3 separate regions of the Sus scrofa genome follow, and regions 2 and 3 are each linked to region 1. Evidence: chromatin contacts called from public HiChIP or PLAC-seq and promoter capture Hi-C data. All regions are on one chromosome and are shown on one strand. The core of a region is the stretch at or near the end of the contact, and the rest is flanking DNA. Distances in the headings are between cores, read along the strand shown. Region 1 holds the start of TLR6 (toll like receptor 6). Region 2 holds the start of PGM2 (phosphoglucomutase-2). Region 3 holds the start of TBC1D1 (TBC1 domain family member 1).

Region 1 (4,012 bases), core at 1,021-3,520:
AGGGCAATTTTTTCACATTTGTAAATTCCTTAAAAATATGCTTACCCTTATTTTAGGAATTCCACCTATCGGAATTTTCTTATTAAGGAATACACATAAAAATATTACTATGAGGATGCTGCTCATAAAATGACGAAATACTGGAAAAAAATGATAAGGACTAGTGTTTAATCAGTTATGGTACACCCATACCATGATGTAGCATGCAGTCTCAACTATTGCCTTTTTAAAAAATAATGTTATATGAATAATGGAATATAAGATTGTTTCCATAAAATTTTAAAAATGAAAAATAAGTAAATTAAGTGTCACCACCCCACCAAAAAAAATAAATCATGTGTATGGTAGGACTCTAATTTTGTAAAATATGATTAAAACCTGACATACACACAATGCCTAGGGGGAAAAAAGAATAGGGGGAAATATATAAAATGCAACTAGTGGTTATCTCTGGATCTCTAAATCACTGACGAATGTAATTTCCTTCCTCATACTTTTGTATATTTCCAAAATCTGTAACTTCTTAACATCGTTTATAAGTTGAAAGGCTTGTCTTAAAATACAGCTAATGTAAAATATTTTATTTTATTATTTATTTATTTGTTTGTTTTTTTATGGCCACACCCACGGCATATGGAAGTTCCCAGGCTAGGGCTCAAACTGGACCTGCAGCTGCCACCCTACACCACGGCCACAGCAACGGCCAGATCTGAGCCACGTCTGTGACCTACACCACAGTTAATGGCAATGCCGGATCCTTAACCCACTGAGCGAGGCCAGGGATGGAACTTGTGTCCTTATGGATGCTAGTCGGGTTCGCTACTGCTGAGCCATGACAGGAACTCCTAAAAATACTTTATATTTAAAGAAATGCACTTATGTTATTTGTATAAAGAGAGAGAGAACGTCTTTCACGTGGTACTAGGTAATTGACATCCCTGAGAGCGAACCCACTCAGTGGTTTCTGGACGGTGTGTGTGTTCAGGGTACTGAAACTTAGCACTAGGTGGGAAAGTTGTTCAGCCTCCCTTCTATCACCCTGCCTCCAAAACATTAATATTCCTCCCCAGTCATTTATACCCTCAGGCGCTTCCTAGTGTTTACATTTAAGCCCGGAGCTTCTCTACTTAAGCAATGAAGTCCTACTTGCACAGCGCAGGGAACTCTTACCCAGCGTCTTGCAACAGAACATGATTGAAGATGATAGGAGAAAAAAAATCTATACATATATGTATGACTGGGTCACTCTGCTGTACAGCAGAAATGGACACAACATTGTAAATCAACTATGCTTTAATGTCTTTGTAAAGGAGAGAAAGAAGGGAAATGAGAGCGGAAGATTAGAGAGTTCACTTTTTTTAAAAAAAAGGAAGTGAAAAAAGATAAAAGGTAAAAGGTGTTTTGTTTTTCCTTTAATGCATCAAATGAAAGGGCGGTGAGGGGGGAGACAGAGGAGGCTCTATATCAAGGGGGGAAAAAGGATGATGGATAGAATCTATGAAAATTGAAACCCTGAAAAAGGAAAAACCGAAAAAACACCGTGCAATTCCTGAGCAAATCAACAAATATGCTAGAGAAATACTGCTTTATTTGTTAGAGTTTAGGTGAGAAAGTTGAGTAAGGCAAGTCCTGGGCCAGTTCTGCCACTTCCTCCGTTAATAAATGTTTATTCAGGGTGTAGTATGTGACAGCACTGAAGTGGACCTTAGCTAGGGACCTAAATATCAATAGCATCGGCATAATTCCTGCTTTCAAAAGCTTGTAAATTAGTGACAGACACAAATAAACAATTATAGAACCATGTGACAGGGAGGATCAAACACTCGTATCTACTATAAAAATACATAACATTTGATAGGTGCCATATTAGCGCCACAAACTAAACGTTACTAAAAACAAGGAACTAGGAAAAAGTGAAAAGAGAAAATGTAAGAGACAAAAACAGAGGAAAGAAAAAGCATTTTAGTTATTTTCCTTAACTATGACAAGAGCTCGTTATTTTGATATCTTTCAATATAGCCGTATCTTTATCGTTCTTGTATTATTTAAAGGACATTTGCAACATTCAAAAGCAAAACTAAAAAACCTGAAAGTCATTTTGCAAAAACTTCAAAGAAACGTTACCTATTTCCTGCACAATCGTTAGCATTTTCTTGATTATTTGAAGTAATGATTCCAGAATTTGAAAAAGCCACAAAAACCTTTTCACTTACCAAGATTTCTTTCTCAGAAGAGGAAATAACTTTTCCTCGGAGGAGAAGAAAATGCAAGTCCTTACTTTAAGTAAAGCAATACCATAGAAACTGTTTTGTGCCATCTGTCGGACATTACTAGAATTACTCCTGCCTACAAATTGCCCCTTCGAAGGTCACGTGTGAAGCAGGTTTTACTGGGCTACAGACTAAAACAGTAATCAAATTTTTAAATTCATATGAACATGCAGCTTATGACAAAGTGTGAAGAAAAATGTTTTTCTAAGATAATATACATCTGTAAGAGTTTTGCAGGCTGACTTAAATTATCACCATAATGGAAAGTTATTCAATTTTGCCTTGTTTCTATTATCACCATATTTAATATTTCCAAAATAATTGAAAATACTATTATCAAGAAATTTTGGAGCATTATTTTAGATACTTCACAATAAAATACTCTTACGTTCGAGAACTGGGTTTTTTATTGTTGTTGATTTTATAATCAACTTTCAGGGATAGTTCAGGAAATTGCATCCTATTTCTCCAAGTTCTGACCAACATTTTGGCATTTTTAGATGTTTTCATTCTCAATTCTAGAATAATAAATAACCCTGAGATCCTACGAGCCTAATTAAAAATCAATTTTTTGGGGGGGTGTGTCTTTTTGCCTTTTCTAGGGCCGCTCTCGCGGCATATGGAGAGTCCCAGGCTAGGGGTCGAATCGGAGCTGTAACCACCGGCCAGAGCCAGAGCCACAGCAAGGCGGGATCCGAGTCATGTCTGCGACCTACACCACAGCTCATGGCAACACCGGATCGTTAACCCACTGAGCAAAGCCAGGGATCGAACCCACAACCTCATGGTTTCTTGTCGGATTCGCTTCAGCTGCACCACGAGGGGAGCTCCTAAAAATCAATTTTTAAAGGTCATTTGGAATAATTTTAGAACAATATCAAGTTTAATGACACAAAAAGAGAATGTCTGGTTAACCAGACACATCCGGCCAGGATACCCTATTTCCAAGACTTTTCTTTAATTGAGGTTCTGTAAAGAACTGAACATCTGAAATAATCATTCGACAGTTAATTCCACTGTCTGGCATTATCTCATCATTAAAAAAATCAAAGTAAAACTCCGCAGTCCGACTCACAACACAGGGGTAAGAATCACTTCTGCTTTCAGAAGGAAGAGAAAGGCCAGCTTCTTACTATTCATTCTTACTCATCAAACCTAACGGGAAGCCTTCTAAGATCCGGGGTCAGGGGCGGTCAGCAAGGAGTGGATGGTCTCTGCTGAATGAGCAGAAGGGTCAGCTAGAGAGGGCTGGTGTCTGGGACGCTGGGAAACCAGCTTTGTGAACCAGGCAGAGCAGAAAGGAATCAGCTACGGCTTTGGGGAATTTCAGGCAACACTGGACCAAAGTCTTTAAGAAACATGCACACAAGAGTTCCTGCTGTGGTGCTGTGGGTTAAGAATCTGACTGCAGTGGCTTGGATCACTGCGGAGGTACAGGTTTGATCCATGGCCCCCGGGAAGCAGATTAAAGGATCCAGTCTGCGAATGTTGCTGGGTATGTCGTAGCTGTGGCTCAGAGTCAATCCCTCTGAATTTGAGGGATATGGGAACTTCATATGCCAGATGTGTGGCCATAAAATTTAAAAAAGAAAAAGAAAAAGAAATACGCACACATGCTCGCAGGCGCACGCACACATATCACTGAAGATTTGGTAACATCACACAGTGACAAAATGCGAGTATTTGGATACAAACGTTTATTAGGGCATTGCATGATGACACTGGTTTTCTGGAACAAGGGG
Region 2 (4,012 bases), core at 1,123-3,622, 870 kb before region 1:
TTAGAGATTAATGTCCATCTGGGCATAGGTACACTCCCTATAGTAAACACCTGTGGCATATAGTAAACAAGGCCTGTGGGGATGTTACTCCCTGGAGCCCTTAAGCCACAAATAGCCATATCAAAGAATGCATCAAAGCCCATGCTCCTACACGGACTACCTGAGTTATTATTCTGCCTCATTAAGACATTAAAAAAAAAAAAAGTGAGATATAACCTACATACAGTAATATTTACTCTTTAGCATGTACAGTTCTATAAGTTTTGATGAACATGTAGAATTGTTTTATCACAACCACAGCCAAGATACAGAACAATTCCATCAACCCCAAATTCCCTTGTGATCCTTGTAGTCAGCCCCTTTCCCCACCTCCAGTTCTTATAAACCACTGATATGTTTTCTGTCTCTATATTTTTACCTTTTCTAGAATTTCATACACATGGAATGATCCAAGATTTGGGGGTAGGGGCCCAACAGGAAGAAAGGACTGGCTTCTTTCAGTCGGTGTAATGTTTGTGAAACTCATCCATGATGTGTATAATAGTTCATTTTCACTGCTGTATGAATATACATAATTTATATTGATACATGAATATGCTATGATGTAGTTATCCATGATATTGTTTTTTCTTCTTTTCTTTTCTTCTTTTTATGGTCACACCTGTGGCATATGGAAGTTCCAGGGCCAGAGGTGGAATCAGAGCTGCAGCTTCCAGCCTCTGCCAAGGTCACAGTAATGCCAGATCCAAGCTGCATCTGTGACCTATGCCACAGCTTGTGGCAACACCAGATCCTTAACTCACTGAGCAAGGACAGGGATTGAACCCCACATCCTTATGGATAGTAGTCAGTTTCTTAACCTGCTGAGCCACAATGGGAATGCCTATCTATTATAGCGTTGATGGACATTTGTCCAACTGGGTTGTTTCCAGTTTGGGGCTATTATAAAAAATGCTGCCGAAGACATTCTTGCACATACCTTTACATGTTCACTGCATGCATCTCCTTTATGGCTTCAGCGAACCCAAGGTCATGAAGACGTACTCTTTACTAGTTTTCAGAAGTTTGTTTTACCTTTCACTCTTAGATAAATAGATCATGGAACAGCATGGAGAGTCCAGAAACAAATCTACATCATGTATAAATGGAATACTACTCAGCCGTAAAAAATGAAAAATTGCTATTTGCAGCAACATGGATGGACTTGGAGGGCATTATGTTAAGTGAAATAAGTCAGAGAAGGACACATACTGTACAATATAACCTATATGTGGGATCTAAAAAATACAATAAACTGGTGAATATAACAAAAACTAAGCAGACTCACACATATAGAGAACAAACTAGTAGTTACCAGTGGGGAGTGGGGGGAGGAGCAGTAGAGAGGTTGGGAGTAAGAGGTACAAACTACTGCATGTAAGATAGGTTACATGGATGCATTGTACATCATGGAGGATACAGTCAATATTTTAAAACAACTATAAATGGGTTTCAACCTTTAACAGTTGTGAATCACTATATTGTACACCTATACGTTTAATATTGCACAGCAAATATACTTTCATTTAGAAAAAAAGACGAAGAAAACACTACATGAAGATGCAAACTATTCCATTTAGAATGGATAAGCAATGAGGGTCTACTCTATAGCACAGGGGACTATATCTAATCTTTTGAGAGAGACCATGATGGAAGACAATTTAAGAAAGGGAATGTATATATGTATGACTGGGTCACTTTGTTGTACAGCGGAAATTGGCACGACATTGTAAATTGACTACAATTCTAAACAATTTAAAAAAGGTTGGGCAGAATTTAAAACAACAACAAGCAGAAAACAAACAAAAAACACTGAGGAGTTCTCTTGGAGCATAGTGGGTTCAGGATCTGGCCTTGTCACTGCAGTGGCTTGGGTCCCTGCTGTGGCAGGGGGTTCAATCCTTGGCCCAGGAACGTGTGCAGGAGCAGCCAAAAACCAAACCAACCAACCAAACAAACCCACTACACCTATAGGGACAGTTCATTTATTTCAGAGATAGCACTGCAGAACAAAGGAAAAAGACTTTATTTTCAATCAGTGGTGCTAGGTCAACTGGATAGCCAGTGTGTGTGTTGGGGAGCCGGGGGAGCCTAGACCCTTCCCCAAATCACTTGACAAATAAATGTGCATTCCAGGTCAACTGTAGATCTGTGAATGAGGGTGACCCTGGAGCTTTCAGAGAGGCCGGTAAAAACAGCAGAGTCCCTTCCAACCGCACCCCCTAAAGGTCTGCCGGGCTGAGAGCAGGTGCCGGGGTGGGAGGTGCTGCGCGTTCCCGGAGGCGTGCTCCCGGGCCTGCGCGTCATTTTCCGGCCGACGCCACTGGCTCCGGAGCCGATCCTCCGGCCCCGCCCCGCCTCTCCCCGCCCTGCCGGAAGGACCGTCTCGCCGCCTCCTGAACTTGGTGGTGGTAGCGCGGGGATGGAAGCGACGGCAGATACAGCGGCGATGGCGGTAACCGCGACTCCGGGAAGCGGCGGCCCCAGCGTGGACGCCCGGCTGGACCAGGAGACGACCCGGTGGCTGCGATGGGACAAGGTGAGGGGCGCCAGGTGGGCTGGGAGCGCCCGGAGGAGGTGCGGGGCCCTCCTCCCGCTCTCCTGGCTCGGAGCCGCCTTTCCTGCCGCGAGTGCGGGTCGGTGTCGCCGCTTCTTTCATTCCCTCCCCTCCCACCCCGGCGGGGCCGCTCCGGTGCCACCGGAAGACCGAGCAGGCGGACGCCGTGGCAGATTGGAAGTTTGACCGGGAGAAGTTGTCCCGGGACAAAACCAGACGTCTGGCGGGCCGGGATCACACGTTCATGAGGCTGGGAGCGAGCCGGGTTGGTCAGCACGCGGCCGGGCTCTGGGGGTGTTGTCTAATTGAGACAAGCACCTGTTCCTGCCCCTCGGACCGGGCTTGTTCTCTGCACTCGGCGGTGCATCCCCCACCGACCCAGCATTGTTCCTCTTCCTGCGGCTCCTGGGAACTTGACAGCAGCACTTGCCAGGTGCTGGGTTGCAGACATGGGCTCCCGCTCGGGCCCGCCTGGCTTTTTGCTGAGAAGAGGGGTAGCCCTGAGACACAGCAGCCCTTGCCATTCTTCACCCTCTGAGGTGCTAGAGAAGAGGGCGTCATGGACCCAGCTCTGACTGGCCACCACTCCCTCTCTCCTTTGTCTCTCGATTCCTGCTTGTTCCTCACGCAGGCTGTTTGTATTCCAGGAAAGTTCGCCTCTGCTCTCTTCCACTGAACTCTTGGCCTTACTCATATTTCCGGGCGGAGTCGTGTAGAGAGGCCTTCCCTGGCTCTCAGTGATAAATTATTTCTCTTGAATACTCTCCCCCAGTGGACTCTTTTTTTCCCCTCATAGCACGTCCTGCGCTTGGCCCAAAACAAAACCACTTGCATGTGGCTTTGTTTCATGTCTGTCTCCAGGGCTGACCTCAAAGCATGAGATCCCTGCATAGGACTGGTTCTCCTCCCAGGGCTCAGCACTTAGGTTAATACTCTGCTCCCCTGCTTTGAAATCTTTAAAAGATTTTGAATAAAGGGTCTCTCTCTCTCTTTTTTTGTTTTTTGCACTAGACCTCAACAAATTGCATAGCTGGCGGTGCTCACTCCGTCACTAGCCTCCATGGTCCACCGGCCTGCACAGTGCAGTACCCACAGGAGAGACATGAAGTGTTTGAGTCATGAGGGAGGGTGCAAGCCCGGTGTGCAGGGGCCAGGCCTTCCGCTCCACCCTCTGGTCCCTGCACACATCCTGTTTCTGGATGCTATTGGCAACTTGTGGGGTGGGTTTTCTTAGTAATTCTTGTAATTCTTTAGGAAGGAAAAGGTCTCCGTTTCTGATAACTCAGTAACTGGCAGTGTGTAGAAATCTTTTAAAGTCATAGTAATGAATTCATTTCATAGAACTTTCCCTTTGAAGAAAGAGACACCCAAAATTTCCACAAATTGTGTCTGGTTTACAGAGAGTGCACTGGATAG
Region 3 (4,012 bases), core at 848-3,347, 810 kb before region 1:
ATTACATATTATAAAGGCAGTCTTATTTCCGGGAAGCTGAAAGCATCATAAAATCCCTCATTGTTAGTCCTAGGGTGCTAACTGACCCTGGAAACTGGACAAGTGATGCAGAAATCGCTACTTCTCACAAGGTCATGACCCTTCCCTAACTCAGGTTACAGGGTCAGGGAAATGGTCATTTGTCATTAAATGGTAAATCTCTGAGCTACAACCTGTTAGATTTCAGCAGTGGGGTGGGAGGAGGGAATACTAATAGAGACATGGGGCCTGGGTTTGCCTCCCCGCCCCCCCTTTCCTACCTTTTGACCTGATTCACACCCCATCTGGCTGCCTATGGGTACCTAAGCTTTCCTGTATTCTGGGGCTGGGGCTGTGGGTGCAGTGGGGGTGGGAGGGGTTAATAAGGAAAAGCAAAGGGGGTGGAGGGCAGGATAGATGGGAGTTCTGGCCAGGATGTTCTGTGTGCAACATCCAGCCTTGACCTGACCGGGGTTATTCGACCAACCATCATCTAGCCGGTCATGTATGAAAGGCAGTTTGGGGATGTCCGGCCCTATCTTGACCTCCCAGTGCTGCAAAGGCAAGTGTGTTCAGCGTGCTGCTGCAGAGATGGAAAGAGAACCATGCGAGTGAGCTGGGGACGGAGATGTGAAATAATTACGGTGTGATCCAAGAGGTAACAACATGGTTTCACTGGCTGACCTGGTCTTATAACCCAATGAAGAACGCTTTCCATAACCCAATAAACATGTTAAACATTAGCGTATTTGTCTGTATATGCTCCCCACCTCTTTTTTTAAGAAGATTGAGGCTAAGTACTCAAACATCTGTGTTCTAACAAAAAACGAGCCACACTCTGGCCAGAGAAAAAGTGTGTTAAAAGGGGCTTTGGATCTAGGTCCCAGAACCTACTGGTTCCATGGCCTCCAAGAGGCATAACCTCTTAGTTTCCTCACTAGTCAAGTGGATTCAGTCATTTCTGCCCTGCAGAGTTTTTGTGAGGATTAGAGACAATATGTGCAAAATACCTGCCACAATGCCCGCATTAGACTAGCCCCTCAACGTGTAATAGCTGCTAATGGTATATGAGGTTTAAATCATAAAACATGTGCGTTCCGCTTAAATATAACTCCCCTGGATAAGAGCATTCAGAGAAACAGGATAAGGGACCTGTCCACCTCCTCCTTCTTCCTGTGCGCCCCTCTCTACTCACCCTTCTCTGGAGTTGGTGCTAAGGCCCTCACTTTCCTCAGGCCCCTCTCTCTACCCCCGCGAGTGAAACTGCTCAGACTTTACCCGGCCATGGATTTGGGGTATGGGGGGGTTCCCACACATTGCCTTCTAATCCTAGGAGCATGCCTTTCTCAGACGCCTGCCATCTCTCTGGAGTCTCTCCTTACACTCCGTAAGGCCGCCGGAAACTTCCCCAAACTTGACTCAAGGGCAGGCATACCGAGGGTGTGTGTGTGTTTGCGTGAGTGTGTGTGTGTCTAGGGAGGGGAGAGAGAAGAGCGAGGGAGGGAGGGAGAGAGAGATCGCAGGGAGGGAAGGAGAGAGAGATCGCAGGGAGAGAAAAGCGGCCAATCTAGCCCCTGCGTCACTCCCGCAGTTGTTTGGAAATGGGGTTTACTGGTGTTTAACAGGGGAGGACACAAGCCTTCGCCGTCTCCCTGAGTCCCTGATTTTCCAGCCTTGCCTGCCAGCGCCCCATAGGATGCCCGTGCCCCCAATTCACTCCCTGCCATTATCAACCCTAGGACAGGAAGAAGGGGTGACAGGGGGGAGAGCCAGGTGGCTTGGTCTCTTTGCTGTGTTCTGTGCAGTTTTCACTCGGTCGGTTTCAGAAAGAGAGGCGAGCGTAAGATGAATCCAGGCTACGGCGGGGGAGCGAAGAGCGGGCTGGCAGTGCCACCTGCTGAGAGCCCCACAGGCCGAGAGAGCGGCGGGCACCGCCACCTGCTATAAATAGGCCGCCGAGGACAGGGTGTGCGACCGTACATCCCGCCGCGAGGGCCTTAATCACGCGCGGGGCCCCGCGTCCTTGGAGACCCAGGCGTTGGGCAGGCCAAGGCCCTGCGCTGGGGCTGGGTAAGGCGGTACCCCGGATACCCTCCCCTCGGCCAGGGCTGGAGGCCTGGGGTCGGGGCAGGTCGAGGATGGACGGCTGGGGAGCGGAGAGACGGGGAGGGGAGGGAGGGCGCGGAGGACCCGCACTGCAGCAGCTGTTGCCCGCGTGAGACTCGCCTGTCCCGGCCATGCTGCTCAGGCAGAGTCACAAGACGCAGTGGGGAGGGAGGGGGCATCGCGTCCCCTTCTTAGGTCCCCGGGGACCGAGTTGGGAGATCCCGGGCTCTGCCCTCCCCTCGCCTCCCCCGCCTCCCCGCGCTCGCCCAGCCGGGAGGAGGAAACGCGAGCCGCGCGCAGACACCTCCTCCTCCGCCGCCGCCGCCGCCGCCGCTGCCGCCGGCGTCCCCGCGCCTCTGTGCCTGTTGCTGCAGCCGCCGCGGGACCAGCAGTGTCCTCAGAGGACAGGAAAAGAAGCGGGAGCCCTCCCTGCCCCCCGCGGCGGGAAGAGCGCCGCCCGCCGAGCACGATGCGCGCCCCGCCCGCTCAGGCCGTCCCCGGGCGGACCCCGAGCACCTGCGCGCCCCGGCCCAGCCCCGGGCTCTAAGCGCGCCACCTCCCAGGTAAGCGTTTTCTGGGGCCTCGCCCACGCCACCCCGTCGCCTCTTCCCCGGGCATCCCCGCCACCCCTCACCCCCAGCAGGCCCCTGCGCTCTGGGGCCCGCGGGAAAGCGGGAAGCCGACAGACCGGGGGCGTTTCTGCTGTCGTTGCCGCGCGGGGGGCTCTCGGGGAAGGAAGTTCATTACCACCTCGTTGTCCCCTACTTGGACGAAAGCGAAACCTACAAGTTCCGAAGGACCTAGGGGCTCCGAGCTGCACCCTCCTCCTGCCCCGCCCTCCACTCCTGCTCGCTGTCCTCGCATCTCCCCCATCCCCCTGCGTCAAATATCCGTAGGGCTAGAGTGTTTGTAAGGCCACCAGACGAAGGGGAGGGCTGTCAGAGTGACCCCAGGCCGCCCTTTGAAAGTTCAGGGTACTTAGCAGTAGCAACTTTGGCAGCTCCACCCGTGCGCACATTTCTTTCTATGGGCACATCCTGTACCAGTCATTTTGAAACCCTGCTTAATTGTTTCTAGCAGCTTCCTGATCAGCCTGTGATTATGAGACCCCCTCAAACTTCGCCGCTCGTCGTTGTTGTTAGGTGTGGGGGTGTGTGTGTTTTTAAAAGAGATGTCATTTTCTTTGAAATCCACCTAGAGGCGGCTTTACGTGCGGTGATTTCATTTACGATAGATTATTCTGTGGAAGTTACTTAAAAAGGAAATTGAAAGTGATGATCATTCCTCCCACCAAACAGTTTAATTTTCAGAGTGCCCTACTTTAATGAATGGGTATTCACTTCGCAGATCTCTCATTCCTCCTCTTAGAGCATTGGATGATTTCATTTATCGATGTTATCAGACTTTGAAAGAGCATTTTACTAGGACCTGGTTTAAATGAGTCACACCCAGGAAACTCAGCTCTCTCTCCAAGACCAGACTTCTAAACTTTTTTGATCTGAACATGAGCTGAACTGCAGAGGCCCTGATTTAAAAACTTCTTCTCTGGGAAAGCAGAAATTCATTCTCTTCCTCGGATTTGAGCTGGATGGAAGGGAGTTGAAGGATGGCCACCTCTGGGTTTTGTCGTGTTTGGGGAGCTGCTGGGGGGGCGGGGCGGGGGGGGGCTGGGATGAAGAAGGAACTGGGAGCTATTCTAAGACGCTGGGAAGCCACCTGGAAGAACAATTCTCCATGTTTCTTTTTTTTTAAATTACTCAATGAATTTTATTACATTTATGGGTGTACAGCAGTCATCACAACCAAATTTTATAGTATTTCCATCCCAAACACCAAGCCCATCCTCCCACCCCCCAACCTATCTCATTTGGAAACCGTAAGTTTTTCA

The links. Promoter capture Hi-C pulls out the DNA fragments that hold promoters and counts their contacts. HiChIP or PLAC-seq counts read pairs in DNA pulled down with a chosen protein or histone mark.
Region 2: a contact with region 1 is called in a promoter capture Hi-C map of liver, with 4 times the contacts expected there. The contact joins the promoter of PGM2 here to the promoter of TLR6 in region 1. A contact is called at or near these places in 1 of 5 promoter capture datasets (liver), 1 of 47 Hi-C or Micro-C datasets (embryonic fibroblasts) and 1 of 2 datasets of contacts at active chromatin or transcription factors (alveolar macrophages).
Region 3: an H3K27ac HiChIP or PLAC-seq map of alveolar macrophages shows a contact between it and region 1. The contact joins the promoter of TBC1D1 here to the promoter of TLR6 in region 1. A contact is called at or near these places in 1 of 5 promoter capture datasets (liver) and 1 of 2 datasets of contacts at active chromatin or transcription factors (alveolar macrophages).

What each region holds. Positions count from the first base shown.
Region 1 is chr8:30,178,380-30,182,391 of Sscrofa11.1, forward strand. It overlaps TLR6 (toll like receptor 6), which reads right to left and starts at 2,271. Exons shown (of 2, transcript NM_213760.2): 1 at 2,214-2,271.
Region 2 is chr8:29,305,256-29,309,267 of Sscrofa11.1, forward strand. PGM2 (phosphoglucomutase-2) reads left to right here and starts at 2,373. Exons shown (of 14, transcript XM_003128910.4): 1 at 2,373-2,578. The coding sequence starts at 2,462.
Region 3 is chr8:29,368,247-29,372,258 of Sscrofa11.1, forward strand. It overlaps TBC1D1 (TBC1 domain family member 1), which reads left to right and starts at 2,098. Exons shown (of 22, transcript XM_021101100.1): 1 at 2,098-2,687.